3 separate regions of the Mus musculus genome follow, and all the other regions are linked to region 3. Evidence: chromatin contacts called from public HiChIP or PLAC-seq data. All regions are on one chromosome and are shown on one strand. Each heading gives the region's core, a stretch centred on a gene start, on an enhancer-like site or on the middle of the called end of the contact. The rest is flanking DNA. Distances are from core to core; before and after follow the strand shown. Region 1 overlaps Pde7b (phosphodiesterase 7B). Region 2 overlaps Pde7b (phosphodiesterase 7B). Region 3 overlaps Gm33510 (a long non-coding RNA gene).

Evidence for each region. HiChIP or PLAC-seq counts read pairs in DNA pulled down with a chosen protein or histone mark.
Region 1: an H3K4me3 HiChIP or PLAC-seq map of bone marrow-derived macrophages shows a contact between it and region 3, with 8 times the contacts expected there. The contact joins two enhancer-like sites. A contact is called at or near these places in 1 of 15 datasets of contacts at CTCF or cohesin (pro-B cells), 2 of 484 Hi-C or Micro-C datasets (bone marrow-derived macrophages and macrophages), 1 of 115 datasets of contacts at active chromatin or transcription factors (bone marrow-derived macrophages) and 1 of 9 other capture datasets (embryonic stem cells).
Region 2: a contact with region 3 is called in an H3K4me3 HiChIP or PLAC-seq map of bone marrow-derived macrophages, with 3 times the contacts expected there. The contact joins two enhancer-like sites. A contact is called at or near these places in 1 of 484 Hi-C or Micro-C datasets (macrophages) and 2 of 115 datasets of contacts at active chromatin or transcription factors (bone marrow-derived macrophages and differentiating embryonic stem cells).

Annotation. Positions count from the first base shown.
Region 1 is chr10:20,503,467-20,507,370 of GRCm38.p6, reverse strand. All of the region lies in intron 1 of Pde7b (phosphodiesterase 7B), which reads left to right. Among named protein-coding and RNA genes, the nearest start is that of Pde7b, 43 kb to the left of the region's middle. Within about 2 kb of position 1,635, at least 43 of the 459 cell types and tissues checked have an H3K27ac peak or open chromatin away from gene starts, as enhancers often do. A contact at or near this core is called in bone marrow-derived macrophages and macrophages, where this site is marked.
Region 2 is chr10:20,435,355-20,438,978 of GRCm38.p6, reverse strand. It overlaps Pde7b (phosphodiesterase 7B), which reads left to right. Exons shown (of 12, transcript NM_001347366.1): 5 at 159-254; 6 at 2,683-2,783. Among named protein-coding and RNA genes, the nearest start is that of Mtfr2, 89 kb to the right of the region's middle. Within about 2 kb of position 1,773, at least 25 of the 459 cell types and tissues checked have an H3K27ac peak or open chromatin away from gene starts, as enhancers often do. A contact at or near this core is called in bone marrow-derived macrophages, where this site is marked.
Region 3 is chr10:20,833,228-20,836,702 of GRCm38.p6, reverse strand. The region is part of intron 1 of Gm33510 (a long non-coding RNA gene); the gene reads left to right. Among named protein-coding and RNA genes, the nearest start is that of Gm33510, 3.8 kb to the left of the region's middle. Within about 2 kb of position 1,667, at least 60 of the 459 cell types and tissues checked have an H3K27ac peak or open chromatin away from gene starts, as enhancers often do. A contact at or near this core is called in bone marrow-derived macrophages and macrophages, where this site is marked.

The DNA of each region.
Region 1 (3,904 bases), core at 386-2,885, 330 kb after region 3:
GCAACCCTGTCTTAAGAAAAGAAGGAAGTGGGGGGAAGGAGAAGACAGAAAGAGAGGGGAGGTGAGAGGACCAGCGTGGAGAGAGAGTCCTGTCTTTAATGAGTTCTAGTTGAAAAGAGAAGTAACATGTGGTAAGTGCCAGGACGGAGCCCTGCCCAGAGGAGGAGCATCCTCTGCAAAATGGACAATGGGCTTGTGGTCCAAGATGGCTCCCTCCAGAAGAAGGCATTTGGTCTGAGTTTAAAAAGTAGCTTAAGTTTATCTCACTGTGAGGTCAGGTGGAACCTCTCAGCACAGGGACAAAGAGGGGGAAATGTGTGTGGCATACTTACTTCTCATTACAAAAAGTTGCTTCTCAGATCAGCATTCTGTTCTCTGGGCTTCAGCAAAGTGACAGACAGTAAGGCGACAAGAGTTTGACAGGGTCAGATGGAAGAGTGTGTCACTTTCAGGGAGGCTGTCGTGGCTTAGCTGCCTGGGATGGGCAATGGGAAGAATGTGAAGGGAGAGGGAGAGAAAAACGATGCCTAGAGCACAGCTAAAGTTGCAGTCAAGGACAGTAGGAAGTACAGTCTTCAAGATGATGACTCATGATTGGAAGGATTTCAAAAACAATTGGGTAATTAAAACATTAAATAATCAAATACTCATTTGAGATTCATTTTGAGGGAGAATACTTATTAGTAGACTCTCTACCCCCACCTAAAGTATGCACCAATATTCTTAAGGAACGAAAAGAAGTGGCTTTTCTACGTGTGGCACAGTTAATCCTCATTACAAAAAGAAAAAGAAAAAAAAAATCACCTCTCAGGTCAGTGCACTGTTCTCTGGATTTCAGTGATCCTCCCGAAAGAACCAACAAGCGGGGCTGGTGAGATGGCTCAGCAGTTAAGAGCGCCGACTGCTCTTCCACAAAGGTCCTGAGTTCAAATCACAGCAACCACGTGGTGGCTCACAGCCATCTGTAACCAAATCTGATACCCTCTTCTGGAGTGCCTGAAGACAGCTACAGTGTACTTACATATAATAAATAAATATTTTTTAAAAGAAAAAAAAGAACCAACACGCAAAGGAATCTAACATGTCAGGGCTTCATTTGCTACATAGAAGATTTTTTAATTTTTGTCATGACAAGACCCTTCCATCCACTTAAACACCTGTCTACCGAGGTTTGCGCTGCTGAGCATCAGACATAGAACAGACAGAAAGCAAGGCAGGCAGGCGCCTGTGCTTAGGCTGAGGCAGTTCTGAGTTCAAGGCCTGCCCAGGACACATAAGACTTGATCTCAACAACCAAAATAATATCAGGAAGAAGGAGAGGAAGGGTAGGAGTCAAATTCTCAGCCTATTTGTGCATTTTTATGAATGTATATTTTTTAGTGTTTATTGGTGGCGTGCTAGTTATTGCCCTCCTTGGTCACAGCAGCAGCTCTCAATCTGTAGCATAAATAGGAATTGTTTGGACGGCCTGGCACAGAGTCTATGATTCATGGTCTATCAGAGAAGAAGGGCCATTGAATTTGCAACTCTAGTCTCTTGTGCTGCCAGCGAAGCTAGCCTGAGAACTACACTCTCTGAGAGAGAGGAACTGTGAAGCAATGTCAGGCTCTTTCCTGTGGTCTTACAGTATCCACAGCACGGAATTGACGTCAGTGGGAATTACGCAGCCCTCAAAGGTGTCATGCGGAGGCCTTAAGTGTTTATGTACTCCTGCCCCTCCCCACGCAGCTCCTGCCTCCTGTTTTTCAGTTGCATTCCCCAATGGGCACTGCTGTTGCTGTTTCCTCTTAAGTTGCTGCAGTTACGGCTCCTTATGAGGTCAAACGGTCCCCGCTGGAGAGCTTTGCCAGCTGGGAGCAAACGTTCCTCTATCTGAACTTCTGCTGTTCTCCCTGCATTTAAAGCATGAATAAACTAATCTCCTGACCATCTGGAAAGGGAGGCAAGAACTGCCGAGTATTAGCGACTCTGAAGAGGCTGTGGTGGTCAGCATAAGGCCAGTCATGCACTTAGCCTGTACCACAATAAAGATAAATGGGTAAGAAATTGCCTTGTAGTAGCATTGGGAATCTAATGGTTCAGAAATTGCTATGCTTGTAAAAAAAAATTTTTTTTTTCTGTCAGTGGGTTTAAATCATGGTTCTTGTGTAGGCAAAGTCTTTTTTTTTTTCTTTTTTTTCAAAATAATACTCAGTTTTTCCTGGCTTTTGTCTTCAGGCATACACTGTTTTCGTTTTACATATGAGAAATTCAAGCTTGAAATTCTTGAGTAATTAGAGTATCAAATGAAGAAAGTAACAGTAGTGGAAAGAAGGGACAAATGTAGAGAATATTGTCAAACAAATAATAAAAGACTAGGTTTCTCCAGCAGGGGGCTTGCGAGACAAGAAGAGATTATTGGGAAAAACAAAAACAAGTTTTATACCATTGGATCTGTTTGCCTGCTTTCTTGCTTGCTTGCTTTAATCAAGAGACTGGTGACATCAGTTCCCAACATATGGAGATTATAAAATGATTTCGTTCATGTAAAAAAAGAAAACTGAGTTATACTTTGCATGTCCTGGTGACAATGGGTTGGCCTGTTTTATTGTTTTATTTCAAAACAATAAAAGTGTTTTTGAAATATTTGCAAATCCATGACTGGCATTTTGGTGAAAATGTTGACTTAGATGACAGTGTTTGGAGACCCTTACTAATTATTGCTAAAAATCGATAATGGAGGCCTTCTCAATAGTGACCTTACTAAGACAGTGTCCATGAGAGGTCAGCAGGTTGAGTAAAGAAATCTAATATTCCTTCCAAAAGAACAAACAGGTTCTCCCAGCTTCATTGTTCTGCCCAGTGTAAGCACTGTTCCTAGAACACAGCATGAGGCTAGGACCCTGCAGAGACTCCCAAAGTGCCCAAGTGTGAACCCATGCCTGTGTGTCTGCATACACATACCTGAAGAGAAAATCTGACACCACTGCATGGTCTTGAGGTTGAACTAGTGGTGTTTTGGGGCCTCAGGAAAGCATAATGGAGCAGTCTGCTGTGGCATGTTAGCTGCCGTTGAAATGCCTGTAGTCTTTTCTTTCTTTCCATATCTTTGGTGCCATGTGATACTGTGTGGGAATACTTTCCAGCCGCATTCGAAAGCATCCCCTGAAGTTGGAAACCCAATGGTTTGGAAGAGATATTTGAAATAACTCAAAATATACAGTGTAAACAAGCTGGCCTATTAGAATGAAGCGTACTAAATTAAAGATGCTTCGGTGGGCTTGGGACAGCCAGGTTGTGATTGGCTCTCCTTCACTAACCTTTTCTTCCATTACCTTCCCTTCCCCCTCCCTCCTCGCCTTTTTATTCTCTCTAAGACTCCCTCCTCCCCAACTCATATTTTCTCCCTTTTCTTACAAATCTATAAGCCCATACAGAACAGACATGTCTTTCCAGTATCAACAAATCGCTTCTGAAAACGTGCCTACTAGAGACCAGTAGTAACCACACCTTCAGTCCACTCTAAGTATGACAGAATTTCTTACGTAACAATTTTATTTGACTTGGCAAGTTAAACTGTAACTATTCCCACTTCAGTGTTACTGAGGTGTATCAGAAAGCCTCTGGGAAATCGTTTCAGATCCTTCTGTCTCCAAGTTACCTACTTAAAAGAAGCACCCCTGCCCTCTGAGAGAGGGGTGCAAATCCAAGTACCCCAACTTATTAAAAGTTAAATGAACCTCCATAGGACTGAATGCAGAAACGTATGTAGAAGCTTGTAGTGGACAAATTTATACCACCTCAAATTGAATGGGACTTCGGAAAGTTCTAGTTGAGGTGGATTTAAGTCCACGCTCACGTGAAGTGATTTCGTGAACTGAATAGACCTGTGTGAAGGGAAGGGAAATCCCAAACCACCTGGTGG
Region 2 (3,624 bases), core at 524-3,023, 400 kb after region 3:
TATATAATTTCAAATGAAAAGTGGGGAATTATTCTATCAGAGAAACCTTATTTTGGAGAATTTGAATCTTATTTTCAATCTTGCTAGGGTTTTGTTGTTATTGTTGCTGGCTGGTTGGTTGTTTAATAAAAATAATGTGAGTTCCTATTCCTCCGCAGGGAACAGTCTGGTAACTCTGTTGTGTCACCTCTTCAACTCCCATGGGCTCATCCACCATTTCAAGCTCGATATGGTGACCTTGCACAGGTTTCTGGGTAAGTCTTTTTTTCTTGCATGTCCCTATACAACCACAGTATCAACAAACATGAGCTGAACAGAGGACTCAACAGACAAGACATGGGAGACAGCCCACAAGGCCGCAGCCTTCCACAGACAGCAGCAGATAACCAAGGAAAACTGGGAACGGGAGAGATAGTCTTCCCAGGGAAAAAAGGACACTAGTTGGTTATTCAGTACCAAATAGTCAGCCCTGAAATGATGCATACAAGTAACATTTGCAGCAGGTTGTATTTGTGCATTTAGGAATATGAGTGTGTGTGTGTGTGTGTGTGTGTGTGTGTGTGTGTGTGCAGTGTGGTGTGTGGATGTGTGTGTGTGTGTTTGTGTGTGTGTGTGTGTGTGTGTGTGTGTGTGTGTGTGTGTGTGAGAGAGAGAGAGAGAGAGAGAGAATTTGAAAGAGAGTAAAGAAAAGTATATGGGGGGTTGAAGGAAGAAAAGGGAAGTAAAAATGATGTAAATATATTATAACCTCAAAAAAATAATTTTCAATAAATAAAGTGTTAACCACAGCATGATTTAAAAAAAAGACCTCAAATTAATCTTAATAGATTTAATCTTACTTTTTAACGATAACTTATCGGTCCTAAGTCATTGATGAGTTGTTAGCTTAATGTGTTATGCTTCAATACATTAAGGATCTATAAAAAGACCACCAAGGGTATATAGGTGTCAAGACAATTCTGACATGCTCTTATACTAATAGAATCCCAATGAGATAATGATGATCACAACACAATTTGCTGAAAATCCTTAAAATGAATTATTAACGACAGTTTACATTCCACCACTGTGGGTGGAACACTTTAGGTAAATGACTTCTAATTGTTTGAAGAAATCCACAAGCTGGACATTATTATCACCACTTGTTCCAGTTATAAAGGACAACCAAGAGGTTTCACTACTTTCCCAAGGCTAATGACTAGTAAGCGATAGACCTCAAGTCACACGCAGGTCAAAGCCCGCCATCTTTACACACGCCACCACCGCAGCCACGGGTCTTTCTCTAAAAGCAGCCCAGTTCCTCTTTGGTTCTGTGAATTTTCTTATCTCCTCATATGAATTCTCCAAAATAGATTCCTAGTCACTGGGTTGCTTGCCTCTGCCATTTAGTACATTTCCGGTTCAAACCACACTTGTCATGTGACAGTGTGACCATGAATTCTAAAGTTGACTCGGTACCATCAGAAGGAACGTAAAAGCAGCTCCTGCCACCAGGCATGGCACTTACATCTCCTGCATCCTCTTCCAAGGACTGCATGCATTAACACATGGACCATTCAAAGGCAGCGACACTTGGACTCAGGGCATTGTTATAAGAAAGTTGAGGATTATGGTTAAGTAATTTGCACATCACCAGTAAGTGTCAGAGCTGGAGTTTACATATGATATGAAACAAGCCTACTGAATAAAAAAGTGCATGCAGCATAGCAGAGACATGTGTAACCAACCAGCCACAAACTGGCTCCTTTCCAGAGGCATAAACAACCTCAGGCTGATTGCACTCTAATTGCCTGAGCAAAGTAATGGCCGTGAAAGGGGCCAAATAATGTTGATTGGTCTAAAGAGATACAGATTCTTTGGACACATGTGTGCCCCCAGAACATGTAGGAAATACAGCCTTGGCATCTGAGTTAACAGCAGAATCTGGAGCCAGGTTTGAAGCAACACTAAATGAATATGGCCATTGTAAGTCTGGACACTCTATACACACTGAATATATTTCATCCAAGCATTGACTTGGCTACATGCTGAAGCAGGTATTGGCTTCTCCTATAAGCAGCAAACCAAAACTATTGCCTTCCGTGGACGTGGTACTTTCCTGCTTTGCACTGGAGGGGCATGAAAGATGATGCTCCAAATAGGGGCGACATGAACCAAGGAGGCCCCACTTGGCTCAGTGCAGCTCTGGAATAGCTACCTGCCGGAGGCTAAGATCTGTTTTGATGACTGTTTGTTATTCACGTGGTAATCCAATCACTAGACAGCAGGAACCCAAAACACAAGGACGCTGAAAGAGAGCATCATCTATGGCACATGACTAATGGCAACAGACTTTAGATAACTGAAAGATGGTATGAAATAAAGTAGTCCTTTTCCCTCCATATTTATCTTTCCTGTGAATGAGAGCCTTCATGAGATGCCAGAAAGGGGTGATCTGTGGAAGAGGTGAGAAGTCCCCAAAACTGCACAGATCCTTCTGGCCTTTCTCTCCCTTTCCTCCCCATTACAAACACCCAAGATGCCAGGCAAGGCTTGCAACCCACCTTCTTTTTTAAAGGATTCCTCAGACTGTGCACTTTAGAAGCTCTGATACTTTTAAGCAAGAAGCACCTCAAATCAGTCTTACCTGCTATGCCATTCTTACCTTGATGTTAGCTGACTAAGCTTTCTGTTTCCTCCTAGTTATGGTTCAGGAAGATTACCACGGTCACAACCCATACCACAATGCTGTTCACGCAGCCGACGTCACCCAGGCCATGCACTGTTACCTGAAGGAGCCAAAGGTAAAGCAAGACCTAGTTGCCTCCTCAGCCATTGGGAGATGCCGAGTCAGCATATTGCTAAGCACCAAAGTACCCAGTGTTAGGAATCCTTCACAATATGAATGCAAATTATGTATACTAACGTTTTCGGTGTCAGCTCTGAAAATCTTATCACATCCATGAAAAGAGATGTGGATTTTCTGATATTTCCTTTCATAGTTCACTGATTTTTTTTTAAGGCTGCATGAGGCCAGAAGAAAAAAAAAAAAACCCAGCCCACATCTCCTCAGTGGTCCCAAAAACCACCACTTTGTGATGGGCTTTTACCATAAATACTGCCAGCACCGAGCTTAACAGGAAAAGACTTCCCAGCTTGTGGTTTTTTATCAATAAATAGGTTCAGAAGCTCCCGTTGCAAGTCCAGTTTCTACTTGGCCAATGAGAAATTTTGATTCAGAATCTAGGAAAATCTGTGAATGTCCAACACCTCTTAGCAAGCAGGCTCTGATGCAATGGACCAACCCAAAGTCAGAGAATTAAAGACATAATGATAGTGTGATGCAATGGTTGTTACAATCAAGGTAGTTCCTCACTATTAAAAAAAATAGAGTTTTGGTATACTATACAGTAGGAATTTTCTTGAAGTTTTTTTTAAAATAATATTCAAACCCAAGAATCTGCTTAGTTCCATCAATTTTAGTAATTCATTAAGTACATAGATGCTTCAGCATAGGCCACTAAATACAAAGGCTTCCTGGAGTGACGCTGGAAGGATGAGGCACACCTGTAAGCCAAAGACCTTTCCAGCCTCCAAGCAGCCCAACACCTACATCACACACTTCTACCTTTAAAATCAGACTTC
Region 3 (3,475 bases), core at 418-2,917:
TTTCACTAAAAACTTATTGAATATATTTTACATAATAACCACATGGTCAGCAAACTGGGAGGCAACTAAGAGTAAAGTTTGAACTTAAGAAATATCCACACTGCCTAAATGTCTCTAAAGGCACAATAAAGAAGACATGTTAGTGATATTGATGAGAAAATGTCCCAACTTATTGTGATGTCAGTGTGTGTGAACAGGAAGCTTTAAGCCAAGGAAATAAAGAGGACCCATCAAAAATGGAAAGATGTTCCATGTTTGTGGCTTGATAGAATTAATAATGATAAAATATACACACTACCTAGAATGGTCAGTAGATCTAGTATAATTTACCTCAAACTACTAACAACACTCCCTATATAGCCAAAATGAGTCACGAAACTCAGAGAGATCCAAGAAAGACCTTGAATACCTGGTGTATTCTTGAACAAAAACAATAAAACCGAGACTATTACAATATAATATTGAAACACACTATGGAAGTATAGTAATCAAACAGCATGGCATTGTCACAAAACGGACCCATTGACCAACTTCAGAACAGAATAAATATTTAGACACAAATCCCTGTATGCAGAGCCAACTGATTTTTAACAAAAGCAATAAGAATGCTAGAGAGAGGACAAAGTCTCCCAAAAACAGCACTGTGAGATGTTGGTATGTATATGTGTATCTGTATCTGTGTGTGTGTATGGATATATGTGTGTGTGTGTGTGTGTGTGTGTGTGTGTGTGTGTGTATGTGTGCGTATATATATGTATGTACATATATGTATGTTTATATTGTATATGCATATATATGTGTGTGTGTGTGTATGAATGAAATTAGCCCCCTCCATCTCATGTGATACAAAACCCATCTCAAAATAGATTAAGGAACTATAAGACCCAAGACAAAGGAACTACTGAAGAAAAGAGAAAGGGACACCTTCAGGATGTTGGGCAAAGATTTTTTTAAGGCCCTAAAACATGGAGAATAAAGGTGAAGTAAACAAATGGAGCTCTGTAAAACCACGAAGCCTCTGCACCACTGTGCAGTGGTAACAGAAAGAAAAATGGACACACTGCTTATTTGATAAGAGTTAGTGTCTGGAATATATATGAATCCCAACAACAGCAAGAAGTATGATTTTAAACAAAGGGCAAATACTTTGCACACACAGTTCTTAAAAGAGGAAATACAAGTGGCCAGTGAATACATAAGAAAGAGCTCAGCATCACTAGGAAAGCTCAGGATCATTAGGAAAATACAAATCAAAACCACACTGGAGTTTCACTTCCCCCACTGAGAGTGGCTTCTGTCAAAAGGACAAGACAGTATCGGAGAGGATGCAGAAGGTGGATGACTCACAGGCTGTTGGTGGCAGTGCACGTGGATATAGCCACCATGAAAATCTGTACGGAGTTCCTCAGAAAGTGAAAACGAAAGAACCATATACACAGCAACCACACTACTGAGTTTCTAAAGAAAACGGAATCGTCATGTCAAAGAGATACCTGGACATCTCCTTGTCCTGGAACTCTGTAGACCAGGCTAATCTTGAGCTCAGAGATTTGTCTACCTCTACCTCCCAAGTGCTGGGATTAAAGGTGTGCACCACCATGTCCAACTGGATGGACTTTTAAAAATAGATTGTAAATGTTCACATACGCATTCTGGAACCCACCGCTGAGTACGTAGCAGCCAATACACTATGTGGTCTTCACAGCTTTCTTGTCCCAGTTGTCACTCAGCCCCACTCCCTCCTGATAGAACTTCCCATTTTAAACTGTGTAACTATTTCTGGATGCATTACTATAACTCAGTACGTGTATACAATGTGTATTGACCAGGTCAGGTCAGCGAGCACTTCCATCTCTGCAGACATGGCTCCTGTGTGTTAGGGACCAAACACTTTTCTCCTCTGGTGATTTGGGGATGTGCAGTCTTTTTTTTTTTTTTTTTTTTTTTACTGAGGCTATGTTCAGTCTGCTTTGCTGTAGAACATTCCACTTACTTCCTGTCAGCTGTATTTTGGTTAACACTGTGGACTAAGCATTCCCTCCTACTCTTCCAGTGACATCTGTTTTACTTCCGAGTTATCAGTTCCACCTTTAGTGAGCAGGCAGTGTTTGTCTCCTGTGCCTTACTTACTTCACTTAATGTGGTGCTGTACTGCTCCACTATGTTATAATTTTACCTACTAACATAAATTATTATATTTTATAAAAATATTAATATTATCATGTATGTATATTATGCACATATTTACTTGTATATTTTTATATATTATATCTAATATATTACTTATTGCCTATTATAGAATTTTATCCTTTATGATTTAACATTATTCCATTGAAGACACACAAATAGCACTGATTAAACTCAGTGGGTCACAGAACAAACAAAGAGACAAGAATGTAGAACAAATAGCTGCTAGGGAGGTGTGGGGGTTGACAGGGGACAAGGGGGGAAATTAATCATAATGTTATAGTAATATACAATATAATACATATATAATCTATTATATTCACATATGCTACATATATTACACACATATATAATATACAATATATATATATTTAGGTATAGGCATATAGATATAGGTATAGATATAGACATAGATATAGATAGATATAGTCCAGGAACAAATTCAATGTTATTTTTGAACGAAAATTATAAAAAAATAATTCTAATCACACAAAGGAAATTATTTTAAATTAAAATACAACTACATCATTTATGCCCCTCTCTTTCTTATCTTCAAACACTCCTTTTTGATGCATCTGGAATTCATGGCCTCTTTGTCTTTAACTGTTATGGTTTTACAGACATACACACAGACAAACACACATACACATGCACACTATAGTCATATGCAACACACATATACACATGCACAGATACACACAGACACCCACACAGACATACACCCAATCACACACACACACAGATATATACAGTCACACACAGAGACACACATACAGACATACACACAGTCACACACACACACACACACAGATACACATAGAGGCATACACACAATCACACACACACACAGACATACACACAGTCTCACATACACAGATGTACACACAGCCACACACAGAGACATATACACAGTCACACACACACAGACATCCACACAATCACACACACACAGACATCCACACAATCACACACACACAGCCATACACACAGTCACACACACAGAGAGACATACACACAGTCACACACACACATACACATAGTCACAGACACACACACACAGACATACACAGTCACACATACATACAAACATACATACACACAGTCACACACACAGACACACACAGAGACATACACACAATCACACACACAGACAACACAGTCACCCACACAGACACACACACACACACAGAGACATACATACAATCACACACACATATAACACACAGTCACCCACACAGACACACAGAGAGACATACACACAATCACACACAGAGACATACACATAGCC